Linked DNA regions of Gossypium arboreum: region 2 is linked to region 1. The links are chromatin contacts, called in public Hi-C maps. All regions are on one chromosome and are shown on one strand. The core of a region is the stretch at or near the end of the contact, and the rest is flanking DNA. Distances in the headings are between cores, read along the strand shown.

Region 1 (3,724 bases), core at 790-3,289:
CCGGCTGGAAATTGACAATTTTAGCCATGATGGGCTTGGTTTATTTATGCTTTTTCTTTTTGGTCTACATCAGCATTGGAGTGATGAGGCCGAAAGAAAACATGTACTTTCCGAGAAGCACAAACGAGGCAACGCAGCAAGACTGGTAAAAGCAATGAAAATAACGAGGAAGTGGTCTACTGATGTTGGTATGTTGGAGAGCGAGATGGTGAAAGTAAACTATGTTTCTGTGAATTCCATTTCTCTCGACTATTGAGCTACTGGAATTTTACATCACATGTTTCTTTTTTTATAACTAGGTACAAAACGCCAAAAGCATTCACATCAATCAAGACCATTGAAAAAAAGAAAAACTACTGAACCGGACAGGGGAAAGATTAATAACCCACGAAGAAAAACCCCTATTCCAAGGTGTCCAAGTATGGGTAACAATTACCAAGTGTCTTCTCCAGTTGGAAAAGTGAAAAAGAAGCAAAACTCAAGGTTTAGAGTCTCTAATACTTCTTATAGTTATGAAAAACCCGTTCATTTTGCTGAAGATACAGGTGCCTTTCATCATTCATATGCCGGTACTATCCTAAATCCATATCAACCTCAACGAAACTTTAACCACCGGAGTGCACCACATGGGTTTGCCAGCTATAATATCGGATCTACTTCAACAATGGTAAGGTCATTGTCCTTTAGACCATATGTAGATCCATGGACAATACCTGCTTCTCAAAACCAGCAGTTCAACTGACAATTACAGCCACCATCCCAACTCAAATCCTGACTTTTGCAATAGATAAAGGAATTTGATCCAATCTCCAGATTTGATGAATGTTGACAGGCAGTTATACTGATCCCTTTCTGCAGTAAAGGCGTGTAAATGGACGCAAAATTTCTTTTGACTCAATTTTCATTAGGATGCTACAATGCACAAGCAACAGCTGGAAGTTACGTTCTCAGCATGGAAATCATGCAAAGATAAATAGGAAACGAACATCTGCACTTTTCATAGTATGTAATAGTAATATGGTTGAACAATGCAATTCTTTGCATAAATTTTGCGCACTTTTTAAGGCCACAAATTGCTTTCTGTTGATATTTTAGTTTTACAGTGTAGATTAAATATATGAAGATTTGCTTGACGGATAGTTGATCTAAACCGATCAACTATAACTCTTTGTAAGCAATATACTGATAGTTTTGTTGTTTTATAGCAGTTGGGCCTTATTCATGCCAAAGATTAGTCATTGATAGCCACTGCTGATGGTGACCCATGGAGTTACCTGTTCCTGGACAAGACTAGCTGATGGCTGAGCTATATGCATGTCTGTGTTTCGATTTTTTTTTTTTTTTTGGTGTCAGCTATTTGAATATAGACGTGAAAATATTATTAAATATGTCAAAATTGGGTAAATATATTATTTTGGTACTTGAATTTGGTTTTAAAGTTCATATTGTTGCATGTTTTTTACTCCAATTAGGTACTTGAACCTGGTCTTAAAGTTCAATTTGGTACCTAAAGTTTATTTTGGTGCAATTAAGTACTTGAACTTGGCTTCTTGGTTCAAATTGGTACTTGGCTTTTTGGTCCAAATTAATACTTTCTGTGAATGACTTATTTGAACCATGAAGCTAAGTTTAGGTATTAATTGGAATAAAAAAGCCAAGTTCAGGTACCTAATTGGATAATAAAAAAAAGTTTAGATATCAAATTGAACTGAGGTCAAGTTTAGGTACCTATTCGATAAAAAAAACTCTTAAGTACCAATTTGTTCCTTTTAAGTCAAGTTTAGTTATTAAAATGTAAATTTAAGTCAAGTGTAGGTACTTAGTTTTAAATTTTTTTTTTAATTTTTTGTCACCTGTCAATGTGAGATTGACATGTTGCCATGTCCGTGTATATTAATAATGTTAGATACCTTAAAAAAAGTACCAAATTGAAATTGCAATTTTAAGGTTAGATACCAATTAAAGTTAAAAAGAGTACAAATTGCAAATTTCAGGGAACTTCATATATATTAACTAAAACAATTAATACAAATATGATATGTGTAACATGACCCAAATATTGCCCACCCCTCTTCCCGTCGTTAACATCTTAAATATCTTTAGAAAGTTTTATATTATGAACTCGATAGTCCAAAGTGGGCTGAATCGTAGTATACTAAAATAAAACCAGCAAATAAAAGGAGGCCCAAATATTTGTTCCTCCATTAAGGCCAACTCTCAGTTTCGCCATCACCAACCAGCCAGACCAGCCTATTCTTTTTCTCTTAAATTTCACAGCTTATTTTTGTTATTTTGATATTCTTTTCTATGCATTTTACCTTTCAAAAGAAATCTCGGGATGAATTGAGCTTCTTCCGCATAGAAAACACAAGAGGTAAACAGATTAAATTTAAAATTTCCTTCGACTCTCAACGTGCAGTTCAGATCGGATCTAGGTCTCCGCTCTCTTCCCAATTCTGATTTTCCTTTTTCTGTGTGAGAGATAGAGAGAGAGTTCAAAAGAAGAATCGATGGAGTGGACGACTTTGCAACACTTGGATCTACGCCATGTCGCACGAGGCATTTACAAACCGTTGCAGCCACACGCCGCAGCTTTTCATCCTACTCAGGCTCTCGTTTCCGCTGCCATCGGCACTTACATCATCGGTAATGACGACTAAAGTTCAACTTTTGTCTTTTAAAAAAAAAGGAATTTAGAGAGGTTTTGGATAACTTTTAGAGCTGAGCAGTTAAATCTGCTTTAAAAGGATTAAAACATGTTTGGATCTTTTTTGGTTGCAGAATTTGATGCTTTAACTGGAAGTAAGCTAGCTACTATAGACATTGGTTCGCCGGTGGTTCGGATGGCTTATAGTCCTACAAGTGGTCACGCTGTGATTGCCATTCTTGAGGTTGGTTCCGCAATTTTAAAGTTAGCTTCGATCATTACCACAAAAAAGAACAAAAAAGAAATTGCATTCAATTATCATGAGAATAGAATTACTGCATATTAAGATTAGTATTAGTACAGTTGTTAATCAATTGATGTAGAGGGTAGAGCATATAAGATTGCTATTAGTTCAATCTTAGATTTTACTGCCATTAGACAGGTTTCTTTGTAAATATTCTAGTATGAGGAGATAGTTTGAATCTTATTTTTTTGTTCCTAAGAATGTCGAGGCATTTTAAGGTAGGGTGTGTTCTTTCAATGTGTGGCGTTGATCTTTTAGATAGCTTCCTAAAATTCATTTCCTTTCAGTTTTCAATTGTTCACAAAATATGTTGTGGTAAGATGTTTTATTGAAACCAATCTATGCTAGTGGTATTCTAGGGGTCATGTATTTTGTGTGGTCGTTCCCAAGTTGGAGAAAGTGGCGAGGCAGTCATTCTAGATATATAGATTGTCTAACCCATATAATGAGGAAAAATTTTGTTGTTCCTTTCCATTATTCTGATATTATAATTTATAATTAGATCCCAGTTGCTTTTTTTTGATGTTATCCTTAAGGTCCCTGCCATGACGGACTTTACCCCTTTTATTTTTACTTGAGCCTTATTGGATTACATTTTAAAGAAAGAATTGGATTACATTTTAAAGGAAGAAATACCACCTCCTCTGACATTTTGATTTAATGCAATAATGGTATGATTGTTGCCTTTAAGCTCCTTTTTTACATGAAAGAGTTGCTTTTGTTAGTTCCCCTCTATATGAAGTTCCCTAATGCAAATTATAACCGTTTATTTT
Region 2 (3,724 bases), core at 661-3,160, 180 kb before region 1:
TATTAAAATTTTAAAAAATATATTAAAGTATTAAAATTATTATTTCACTTTTATGACAGCATGAGAAAATGAATCCTTTGTTGTTGAAATCTGGATTACTAATATTAGCTTATATCTTAAGGGAAACAAATATTAGAGAATTCATCAATACAAAAGAAAAGAAAAAAAAAGGAAGTTTCCTCAGCAATTATTTGGCAACCCAGAAGCAAATCAAAGCCAAGATATATATCTTTTCATTAAATCTGATAATTTTATGTATTTATACTAATCATGCAAATATAAACATAAAATAAATTATTAAACGTATATCACAAACTCAAGATCCTGGGCATGAATAATATATGTGTATTAAGTTAATCATGTTTATTATATATTTGTATGATGTGCAAAATTTCAAATGTCAACCATTACATATTTATTATTATGAAATCATCTAACTCTCTTAAAACAAAAAAAAAATTTGGATAATTCTTTATTCAGGACAATATCTTTAACATTTTATCATTATTAGTAATTTCATTAAATTGAATGTACTTCTTTTTCCCGGATGTAATGAGAGCCTTGTCCATGAAGTAAAAAAAAGTCAAACCAAGTAGTTTTGACTTCTAGGAACTGAAAAAAATGGTCAAAGTTATTAGGAGTCCCTATATTACTATGTAAAGTTCATTTTAGTCCTTCTACTAAAATTTGATCTAGATTTGTCTTTGTAGATTAAAAATTTATTCAAATCATGACACCATCACAATTTGTTGTTAAGTTACTGATAATTTGGACAAAGGGATAAATATTAAAACTATACATGAACTTTGTTTAAATGAGCAATTTGATATATGAACTTTGATGCAATCATACACATGAAACTTTGATTATAGTTACACGAAATTTTAATTTTGATTCAATTATAAACTTTTAAAGAAATAAATATATCGATTTATTTTTATATTTGATAAAGATAATTATTTATATTTGTAATATAAAATGGTGCTATATTGATAATTTTGTTAACGATTTGTGAAAACTAAATCAAATTAAAATTTCATTTATAAAATTATATAAAATCAAATTTCATATATGATATTGCACATTTAATAAAAGTTCATGTATAATTTTAAAATTTACTTTTTAGACAAAATAAATCATATCCAATTGATTTATATATGATCCAACCATGCGTATTTTTTTTAGAATGGTTAAGTTTTTTATGGGTATAAATCTATTGAGTATGATATATTTTTGTCTAAATTATTAATAATTTAACAATAAATTATTTAAATATATAAAATTAATTTGAAGGTATTTTTAATGGAAGGAATAAAATAAAATAAAATATTATAGTATAACGACTCCTGGTACTAAAAATAAATAAATAAATAAAAAGGAGAATCGACATCCCAACCTGAAGCAAGTAAGTAAACACTCAACAAGAAAAATAGAGGAACACGAAATTTCGCCACCAAATTACTGCATGTCAAAACTAAATTAATTAGCCACTCACCTAAGATTGCGCCACGTGGAAAACAGTCCAAATCATATTCACTGGACTGTCCCCACGAAAAAGCTAACCCATCTTTTTCCATTACCACATAACATAACATACTAACCACAACAAGATTAAAATGATTTTGCTAATTACTTTGAAAGGAATTTGGCCGAGGTTCTAAATTTAATTTTAATTTTTCTTACAAAACAATAATATTTACTTAAAAAATTAATGAAAAGACATTTGTATGAAATTATATTAAAATTTTAGTTTTTATAATTAATACTAAATTCATCCTTAATTTAATAAAATAATTATGTTTCCATATTTATTATTAATGAATAACAAAATACTGAATTTGGTAGAGGTAAGTCAAAATTACTGTTTCAAATACATAAAATTTAATTATAATATTAATTTTTTGATAAGCGAAAAAGTAAAGTCCCCGTCGTTTCCTTATCTCACCAATTAACGCTTTCAAACAGCATAGACAACAAAAGCTTTGAGTTTTTTTATTATTAGTTTTCATTTCAATTTTATAGTTTGTTGAAATGGTTTAAGGCTTTAAGGAGAGATTCAAAATCCTACTCTCCGGGGAAAAGAGAGAGATAGGCATACTCTTCAATGGGTCTTTGCACCTCCAAACCCTCCCCAAACCCTTCTGATTCTACAAATGCCTCTATCAATACCTGGAATAACGATATCCACCGCAAGCCTAACTCTGTTTCGGCTTCTCCTTTACCTGATGGTGTAAACTCCAAGGAAGATCAAGGTAAACAAGGAGAAGAAGAAAAAGAAAGCTCCAATTCCAACAATGAAGGCAAGAAATCGCCGTTTTTCCCGTTTTATAGTCCCAGTCCAGCTCAATACTTGTTTTCCAAAAAGTCTCCGGCGAGATCTTCAACCAATTCCACTCCAAAACGGTTTTTCAGGAGGCCATTCCCTCCGCCGTCTCCGGCGAAGCATATTAGGGCAGTGCTTGCGCGGAGGCACGGGTCTGTGAAGCCGAATGAGGCCGCGATCCCGGAAGGAAGCGAGGCAGAGGCAGCGGGAGCTACCGGTACCGGACTGGATAAGAGCTTCGGCTTCTCGAAGCACTTCGGGAGCAAATATGAGCTCGGAGACGAAGTAGGAAGAGGCCATTTCGGTTATACTTGTACGGCGAAGTTTAAGAAAGGAGAGCTTAAAGGACAACAAGTTGCCGTTAAAGTTATACCTAAAGCGAAGGTTTCATTTTAATTTTCTTTTTGTTTTTATCTACTTTATTTATTTTAATCTTAGAACTTTTGCCTTTTTGCGCTTATGGATTTGAATTAAAATTCTTTGACAATGGAAAAAACGAGATCCGACTAGAAGACCCTCAGTTAGATTTTTATACTTACTGGAAATAAGAAAATGAATTTAAATATTGAATTTGCTGATTTTTTTTTAACAGAGTAATCATAACTCGGAATTAAAATGTATACTCACGGAGTTATGTTCTACAATTTTATTTCTGTATAATAGCTATTTTTGTGCCTTGAATTGATATGTTATGCTTGTTGATTTTTGTGTTTTTGTTTATAGATGACTACTGCAATTGCCATTGAGGATGTTAGAAGGGAGGTAAAAATATTAAGAGCTCTATCTGGACATAGCAATTTAGTACAATTCTATGATGCCTACGAGGACTATGATAATGTCTACATAGTGATGGAGTAAGTACCATATGAAAACATGAACTCGGTTTTGGGTTCAGTGTGTTCAGGATCATTTGGTTTGATGATTTGTGATGGGTTCTAATTAGTTACTATGTATCTTTCAGGTTATGTGAAGGAGGGGAGCTCTTGGACAGAATTCTTTCTAGGTATTTTTTCTAATAATAGCTACTTCTGATTCTGATTCCAAAATAAGAGTTTGAGGCTGAATGTACTTAGTTTGGATTTGATTACTTATCAAGTGTATTCTTCTAATCATGCAGGGGCGGAAAATACACTGAGGATGATGCAAAAGCTGTGATGATTCAGATACTTAACGTTGTTGCTTTTTGCCATATCCAGGGTGTTGTGCACCGGGATCTTAAACCTGAGGTGAATATCTTTCCAGTTCTAATAAGGTTTCTGATATATTTTTTTTTGGGTGGTATTACACTGGTTTTGTGGTCCCATATAAGATTTCTAAGGTTTATGTAAGGCTTTTCCTTGAGGATAACCTTGCGCTAAATATTCTGGTTAAGCAGTCACCGAAGCCTAGCCACTACTGCTT

What was found. Hi-C and Micro-C count contacts between places; a contact is called where the count stands out from the background.
Region 2: a Hi-C map of leaf shows a contact between it and region 1, with 2.1 times the contacts expected there. The contact joins the promoter of LOC108479838 here to the promoter of LOC108479252 in region 1. A contact is called at or near these places in 2 of 5 Hi-C or Micro-C datasets (both in leaf).

Annotation. Positions count from the first base shown.
Region 1 is chr12:19,033,355-19,037,078 of ASM2569848v2, reverse strand. LOC108479252 reads left to right here and starts at 2,039. Exons shown (of 25, transcript XM_017781732.2): 1 at 2,039-2,374; 2 at 2,483-2,646; 3 at 2,782-2,891. The coding sequence starts at 2,511. LOC108477337 reads left to right here. Exons shown (of 10, transcript XR_001870245.2): 8 at 74-188; 9 at 300-1,002; 10 at 1,209-1,426.
Region 2 is chr12:19,211,012-19,214,735 of ASM2569848v2, reverse strand. It overlaps LOC108479838 (CDPK-related kinase 5-like), which reads left to right and starts at 1,910. Exons shown (of 11, transcript XM_017782655.2): 1 at 1,910-2,707; 2 at 3,047-3,177; 3 at 3,285-3,326; 4 at 3,441-3,549. The coding sequence starts at 2,105.